2 separate regions of the Sus scrofa genome follow, and region 2 is linked to region 1. The links are chromatin contacts, called in public Hi-C maps. All regions are on one chromosome and are shown on one strand. The core of a region is the stretch at or near the end of the contact, and the rest is flanking DNA. Distances in the headings are between cores, read along the strand shown. Region 1 has its middle 9.7 kb from the start of ZFHX3. Region 2 has its middle 130 kb from the start of ZFHX3.

Region 1 (3,792 bases), core at 494-2,993:
TTTATTCAGAGAAATCAATAGGAAAGAGCATTTGCAAATATTTATATAAGCCCTGTGCGTTTCAGCATTAAGTAATTAAAAACTAGAACTCGGGGAGGGGGAAGGGAGAGACACACAGAGGAAAGCTGCTGGCCTAGAGTGAGTTCCTGCCCACACCTCATCTCCCCAAATCTCAATCCTTCCAAAACTGACTCCGTGTACACTTTTTATGAAATCCTGTTCGTGCACCATTTGCTAGACTATTTCGAAATCATCTCCAAATATGGATTCACCTACCACCAAGCTTTCCACCCTGACTATAAGATAAGTGTCTGTATTATCTCTCTCTCTCTCATGCACACACACAGCAATCCTTACTTTTGACACTGCTACAACCTCTGGTGTATTACTCTCTCCTGTATTCCTCTGTAAATTACTTGCACCAGTTAAGGACACTGCACATTATAAGAAGAGCAGAGGGCCCCTGAACGTGGTAATTCAATAAGTGAATTCTCGTCCTCTGACCCCCTCCAATACTTTCCACTCCCTTCAACCTATAGGATACCTACATTTGGGGGTCCAGTACCTGAAACCTCCACACGTAAACCGATTCGCCAATAAATTTTTTTTAAAAAATGTAGCGTAAAACGAAGGAGTTTTAAAATGAGCCAGTGGACTTCCTCTATGTTACTCCGGAGGGCTGGGTGGTAAATTCTGCTTGTACTGCCTCTAAATCCGCCCTAAGAAGCCAAGCCAGGCACTGGAGCCCCACGCTGCAGATATTGTAGAAATTTACAGTAAATGTAGGTACAAGATTGCAGCACGCTGCCTTATCGATTATGCAGATTGTGATCAATCTTCTACCCTCTCCCATTTCCCAAGCTTCTTTCCGAAGACCTCCAAATAAGTTGGTCTGGAACTAGCCATTCGCCCAAAGTAGGGAGGAAAAAAGTCATTTTTTAAAAAAACGTAATAAATCCTCACGTGTCCCCACTGAAAGGGCTTGAATCTTTTTTTTTTTAATTCCAAAGTGAATTTATGCTCTGTAATTTGCATCACAGCCAAGCGATCACCGTATGTCATATTCTTCAAAGGTACTTAACAAACCCTCTTTAAAAAGTCACTGGAACTGAAGGCAAGAAAAAGGCAAACAGCCTCCTTCTTCCATAGAGTCCTTAGATCAAGTTTCAATAATTGAGACCAATAAAAATTGTCATATTTACCCAACTTCAAAGCAACAAGGGGGAAAAGTTGAGAGTGGGTGATTTTTGCAAGCACTTGTAATCAAAGAATTTGCCACAGTCGAAGGAATTGCACAACATTTTGCAAAAGTCAGAGTCTGAGCAACAGATTAATGTGCACAGTAAAATGTATTTTTTTTAAATTTAATAGCTCCACAATAAGCCCATTGAGTCCATACACAATGTACATACCACACATAAAATACTCTTAGCTCTACACTCCAACAGATAAGCCAAAAGATGTACAGGAAAATGCATAATGTAAAATTCAGGGAGGCGGTTTGTGCATCTAATGGAGAAAATACATGGAAAAGAGGAGTGGAACAGGACGAGGGAGGAGAGTGGGGAACAGAACGTAAACAATCCCACATTCGCGGAGAGAAAAAAAGAAAAAAGAAAAGAAAGAAAGGAGAAGAAAAAGGAATCCTCTGATGTCTCTTAACTCAGCTGGCCGAGAGGCCGGCCAGGCTAGGTCTGCTCCCGGCCGGCGGCGCAGTCCCGAGCCCCCGGGAGCCCCTAGTGTCCAGGGCAGAGCCCCCTCCGGGCGCTCGCGGCGCTGCCAATGGGGCAGGGCGAAGAGCGCGCAGGTAGAGGGTCGGGCGGCCGCCTTGCCTCCTCGCCCGCTCTCGGACCCCGGGGCTCCGGCCCGGCAGTCGCGTCCCCGGCAAGTGGAGCCCTGGCGGGGAAGGCGCCCGCCTGGGCGGCCGGGTGGCCAGCGGCGGCGGCGGCGGCCGCGGCCACGGCTCCGGGCCGGGTGCGCGCCCCGCGCGGCGGCTCAGCCCGGAGCCCCGGCGCCTCCCGGGGTGGGGCAAAGTTGGGGGCCCGGGGCGGCGGGGGCGGGGGCGCTCGGCACCGCGGACCCCCCACCCCCGCTGGCCGCCGCCTTTGTCTCGGCGCCCGGACCCTGGCCGCCCTCCCGCCCTCGGCCCGCGCCCCGGCCGGCCCTGCCCGGCGGCGCCTCCAAACTCGCCGCGCGGGCCTCGCCCCGGGCGCCTCCACCCTCCCGGGGGTCGCCGGCGGCCGGCGGCGGCGGCGCGGGGGCCTGGGAGGAGGGGGCGGCCCCGGCTCGGCGGCGGCAGCGGCGGCGGAGGCGGCGGCGGCGGGAGGAGGAGGAAGAAGAAGAGAAAGAGAAAGTTTGGCGCAGGGGGAAGGCGAGCGGGACGCAGCGAGCGAGCAGGGCGCGGGCACGGGGAGCGCGGGGAGCGCGGGTGGCGGCGGCCGGGCGCGGGAGCCGGGAGGGGCAGGACGAGCCCCATGCAAAGCAGCCCGGGCGCCCCGAGGAGCCCCGCGTCCGGGCGGTGGCGGCGGGAGGAGGAGGAGGAGCAGGCGGCGGCGGCGGCGGCGGCGGCGGCGGGAAAAAAAAAAAAAAAAAAAAAAAAAAAAAGAGGGAAAAGTTGCCACTTACGCGGTTGCTTCTCCGGCGGCGGCGGCTGCAGCGGCGCTGCTGGCGGCGGCGGCGGCGGCGGGAGCTGGCGGCGCTTTTAATCCCGAAAAGAGGCGCTCGGGCCGCGGAGCCCATCAAGGCAGCAGCGGCGGCTGGCGGGGGTCGGCGGCGGCGGAGGACGCGCTGCTGGCGGCGGCGGCGGCGGCGGCGGAGCTGGAGCGCGCTCGGCGGAGCCCGGGGCGGGAGGCGGCCGCAGCCGGGGAGCCGGAGCCGCCGCCGCCGCTGCCGCCGAGCAGCATGGTTGGCGGGGAGTTTACAGCCCCCGGAGCGGGCAGGGGCCACGGAGGAGAAGCGGCGGCGGCGGCGGCAGCGGCTCTAGGCTGTAATTGGGATGCAAAGCAGGCGGTGGCGGCGGCGGCTGCGGCCGGGAGGAGGAGGAGGAGGAGGCGGCGGCGGCGGCGGCTGCAGCGGTCGGAGGGGACGCGCTGGAAGTGGGAGCTGATGAGTGAAAAGAAAAAAAAGTCTTTGGATCTTTATTCTGCTAATTAGTTTCCTGCAAAAAATGGCTGTGATTAATTCAGTGCGCATGTGCTTCATTACCCAGGCACGACGGGAAGGGCTAATTAGCCACCTTCTGGATCAATAAGATTCAGCAAAAAAGAAAAGGGGGAGGTGGAGGGAGGCAGAGGGGAGGAAGGGAGGGAAAAAAAAAAAAAAAAACCAGGGGAAAGTGATGAGCAGGGCGAGGAGAGCAGGAAGAGAGGATGGGAGAAGAGCCTAGGAAGAGGGAGAGAGGCACCAAAAGTTTATGCATGTATTAAAAACACACACACACACACACACACACACACGACACTCGCGCGCGCGCGCGCGCGCACACACACACACACACACACACACACTCCGAGAAGTGAAATGCAGAGAAGCAACAATAGGAACCTGGCTAAGATTTTTTTTTAAGATTTTTTCTTTCCTTTTTTTTTTCCTTCTTTTTTTTCTTTCTTTCTTGTTTTTTTCTTTCCCCCTGTCTTTTTTTTTTTTTAATTTGGCAAGCGCAGCAATGTTTAAATTAAATAGGAAGAGAGCATCTTCAAAGACAGGGAGGGGGGCAATAATGGAGTGGGACAGCTTAAAGCAAAGATTTAAGTGAAAGAGCAGAAAAGCAGCAGACTTAGAATAGAGGCCACT
Region 2 (3,792 bases), core at 639-3,138, 120 kb after region 1:
TGCATGATTTTGATTTATTCCTCTACTTCTATACCATTGGCTTTGCAAAATTAATTTGCTGCGTAGAAATATCTTCAATCACTCTCCTACTAAACCATGGTTGTTCTAGAGGAAGGAAAGGGGAACCCCTATTTTTACTATCAAGGCCTGATAACTCACAGGAAAAAAAAACTGATTGAAAGCTACACACAAAAATAAAAGTAATATCAATATTTTCCTTTCTTAGAGAAAGACGTGCCTGATAAGGAAGAGAAATGCCAACTACAAAATGTATTGCAATTTCTTTACTGTTACCTGCAGTCAAATGAGCTAGAGAAAGAGAAAAAGGATGGGTGAAGATAAGTCCAGAGTTATAGGAAATGCAGAAGAAAGTATGAGACCATGACTGCACAGGGTGGGAGGGAAACGGCGGATGGAGAAGGGTTATATTTAGGTGAGAGAGTTGCATAAATGGTGAGGACAGAGAAGAGAAAGTCATAACCACTGGTTATCTTCTTTGCACATGTGTATCATTTTACCTCCCCCACTGCCAGACAGATGCCTCCATATACTGGATACTCAATAGATAAAAGGAAACAAAGAGAACATGTAAAACACTCAGAGGCTCTGAAATTAATTTTGACTTAGAAGTGTACTTTATCTAGGCTCTGATCTTACCATTATTATCAGTTGCCATCTGTTTCCCTTGCAATACTGTGTCTGTGTGTGTGTGTATATGTGTGTGTGTGTGTGTGTGTGTGTGTGTATGGTTTAAATACTGTTCACAGATCTTCAGCTGCTTTAATCCTAGCCTTCAGAAGTTCTACCCCAAATGAGATAACTAAAGCTTCCTACTTATGATGGCGGCATGGGTAGGATTATTCTTAGGACTCAAATAGGAGTAAGCACAATCCTATCACTATGAGGTTGGAGCCCGCCATGGGCCTGGGCCAACAGTTTCCCGTTCTGAAGCTAGGGACTGTGGTCGAGCCTGGAGATAACATATCTGTAGATTATAGACAACTGTTTAAATTTCTTCTTTGGAAAATAGTTTCTGAGTTTGGGATTGAAAACATAAAGAGGTGAGAAACAAACAAAGAGAGAGATTAGTTTTTTAGGCAACACTCAACCGAATATCGATCCTGGCAAGTAAAAGAGTGTTGACGTCGTTCGAGAAGCTCAGGATTTAGCAGAACATTTGAATTGGCATACTGGGTAGCTATTGAACAAAAATGTTCTATATTTGGTTAATTGGCCTATACACCGCTCATAATCAACTCTAGCTCCAAATAATGCATCGATAATCTTAGGTGGCCCTTAAAAATTGTCATTCACAGAAAGAGGCTTAGAGAGGTTGCCACCTCACTGTTTCAGCGGTGCTTGAAACAACTGCAAAGGGTCACACGTCACGAGGGATAGGCACTGAGCAATGTTCCTTGAATAAACAGAGAGTCAAGGGCTCCTGGATGGTAGGCTCTCTGGAGAGCCATGGAGCCCAGGCACTGGTATTAGTATGGTGACCCCTAGTGTTTCACGGCGGTAGCACCACCTGGAATCACACCAGCACCCTGGCCTAGGTAGGGATTCTCCATAATCTTCCAACAGAAGGCGTTACTGCGTCTTTAAAGCCATCGTGTTAAACCATACCCTCTTCAACTTTAATGCATTTTCCTGAACAATATCCATTTCCATCCCCCCCACCGAATAGAGTTGTCTTGATGTTGTTTTTTTCTCATATGTGTGGCCTCCTACGCATTTCAAAGATCAAGACATATCAGTTCAAACTGTGGTCACAATGTCATAAGCAATGGATGATGGCACCAATGGATGAATTGTTGGAGGAGGTGGGTATTGCTATGTTCATGGGATGGGAGCTCGGCTGGCAGGGAGGTACTGTGAGCACAGCACATAGGGGACAGACAAGCAAATTGGGCATGACGAGGAGCATGGCGTCCTTGTCTATTGTCCCGTGGAGTTTTCCCCTTGGTGCCCACTTCCAGACATGGCAGCATATGACGGCTACAAAGAAAGCAACCTGATTCTGTATGTTCATGGAAAGAGAAGAGAAAAGTCAAATTACCAGATAACTCAAGCCACCTAAACCACTTCCTCATCATGTATCTGGATATTTCAGAGGAAGGTGTTTTTCTGGGACCTGAACACACAGATTTCTGTTATATGTGATATATGCCTTCATTGCCCATGCTACGTAATATAGGTAGACGGAGCCTGAGAGTCGAACATAATAATTAAAACTAGCTCTGGGGGCTGGGGGGGGGTCAAGGGTGAAGGTGGTCCACTGTGATGGATGGTAACTAGACTTATGGTGATCAGCACTTTGTATAAAGATGTTGAATTATAACACTGTATATCTGATACTTATATTTAAAAATTAGTTCATTAGTTATCAGGAAATGTACCCGGCATATCATAAATGGGCTGGGAATAGGCTGGCAGTTGGTTCACATCTCAATCTTTTTTACTCCATGGTTACTGCCCTGTTTTATCAGATATAAAAGATTCTGCTTGTCAGTGTTCCAAATGCACTTGGGTGTTGGTAAAGGGAAAGGAGATAAGTAGGATATTTTATTTGGTGTTTTAAGACTCAAGTCACAATTCACCAAGACTACAAGTCTTTTAATTGCACAAACACTCATGGCTATTTTTTTCTCTTCCAGGCTGGTATCTTTTTTTTTTTTTTTTTTTTAAGTTTAATTCTCATAGCTAGAGTGACACCAACTGACTCAAAATAGAGCTTGAGGACAACCTTTGGTTTTCATTGGTCTGTTGATGAACAGGACAGGTATAAACCTATCATTTCAATCAGTTCTTGGGCAACATCTTTAATGTTTCCTTTTCTTGATCTAGACCTTGGGCTTCAGTTGGGGCCAGGCTCGTTTTCTCTAAAGATAGCTTTGTTTGTGTACCAGATGGACGTGTAAGGAGCAAAGGGCATTATCACCAGTGTAAAAGGCAGAGACAAAAGGGGCCCTTCCCCATAAGCAGGATGGGAGCAGGTTCTCCCGAACAAGGTCGATGCACTGGACCCCTCTCCCTCTCACTTCTTTGTTACACTCAAATATGCCAGAAGAGTCTTTTAATAGAAATCAGTTCTACCATCCCCAAACAATTGATCAGTATCAAAACTATGAAGGTGATGTCATTTTAAATTTTACAAAAGGGAAGAAAAGCAGCTGATTTAGCTATCAGTGCAGAGACTATTAATCACGTGAATGTCCCTTAGAGAACAGAGCTTCAGCCTCGATCCAGAGGCATCTGTGAGTGGGTGGGACCCCCTGGGAACTGATGTCCAGATTCAACCACACCATCACATTCTTGGGGAACATTGCTCACGTACAATCAGAAGGGATGAGGATGTTTTGTGGAGGGCATATTCCACAAAATATTGGATGGTCCCTTACAGAATGGAGGAAATTGCATCATTCAGGGGGTAGGAAGACTCTGGTGGGGTAGACAACCAAAGTGATAAATAAAATGACGTACTTATTGCTTTATTGGAATAGAATGCACGGGTGTCTAAAATAAAACTATTGTCCCAAGAAGTCCACAGTCCACTGTGTTTTGTGGCTTGTTGGAGTGACTCTCCTGCCATCTATGCCAATATCCTCTTGTTTCCAAGGAAGCCTGTTTTATAGAAACACATCAGAACATCTTCTTTTACCTTTTGACAAAATGAAGCCATGTCCTTGGGAGTTTCCCACCCATTGCTCTCTTGGCTACTTCACTCCAGTACTATTTCATTACTTATTGATTTTTCAATGCCTCTCTGCATGGCTGTAATTTACACAAGTC

What was found. A called contact is a pair of places that touch in the nucleus more often than the background predicts.
Region 2: a Hi-C map of liver shows a contact between it and region 1, with 4 times the contacts expected there. The contact joins two enhancer-like sites. A contact is called at or near these places in 1 of 5 promoter capture datasets (liver), 14 of 47 Hi-C or Micro-C datasets (adipocytes, embryonic fibroblasts, fetal liver and 5 more) and 2 of 2 datasets of contacts at active chromatin or transcription factors (alveolar macrophages and skeletal muscle).

The regions. Positions count from the first base shown.
Region 1 is chr6:15,949,153-15,952,944 of Sscrofa11.1, forward strand. No RefSeq gene overlaps it. Among named protein-coding and RNA genes, the nearest start is that of ZFHX3, 9.7 kb to the left of the region's middle. Within about 2 kb of position 1,744, at least 47 of the 83 cell types and tissues checked have an H3K27ac peak or open chromatin away from gene starts, as enhancers often do. A contact at or near this core is called in liver, where this site is marked.
Region 2 is chr6:16,068,718-16,072,509 of Sscrofa11.1, forward strand. No RefSeq gene overlaps it. Among named protein-coding and RNA genes, the nearest start is that of ZFHX3, 130 kb to the left of the region's middle. Within about 2 kb of position 1,889, at least 6 of the 83 cell types and tissues checked have an H3K27ac peak or open chromatin away from gene starts, as enhancers often do. A contact at or near this core is called in liver, where this site is marked.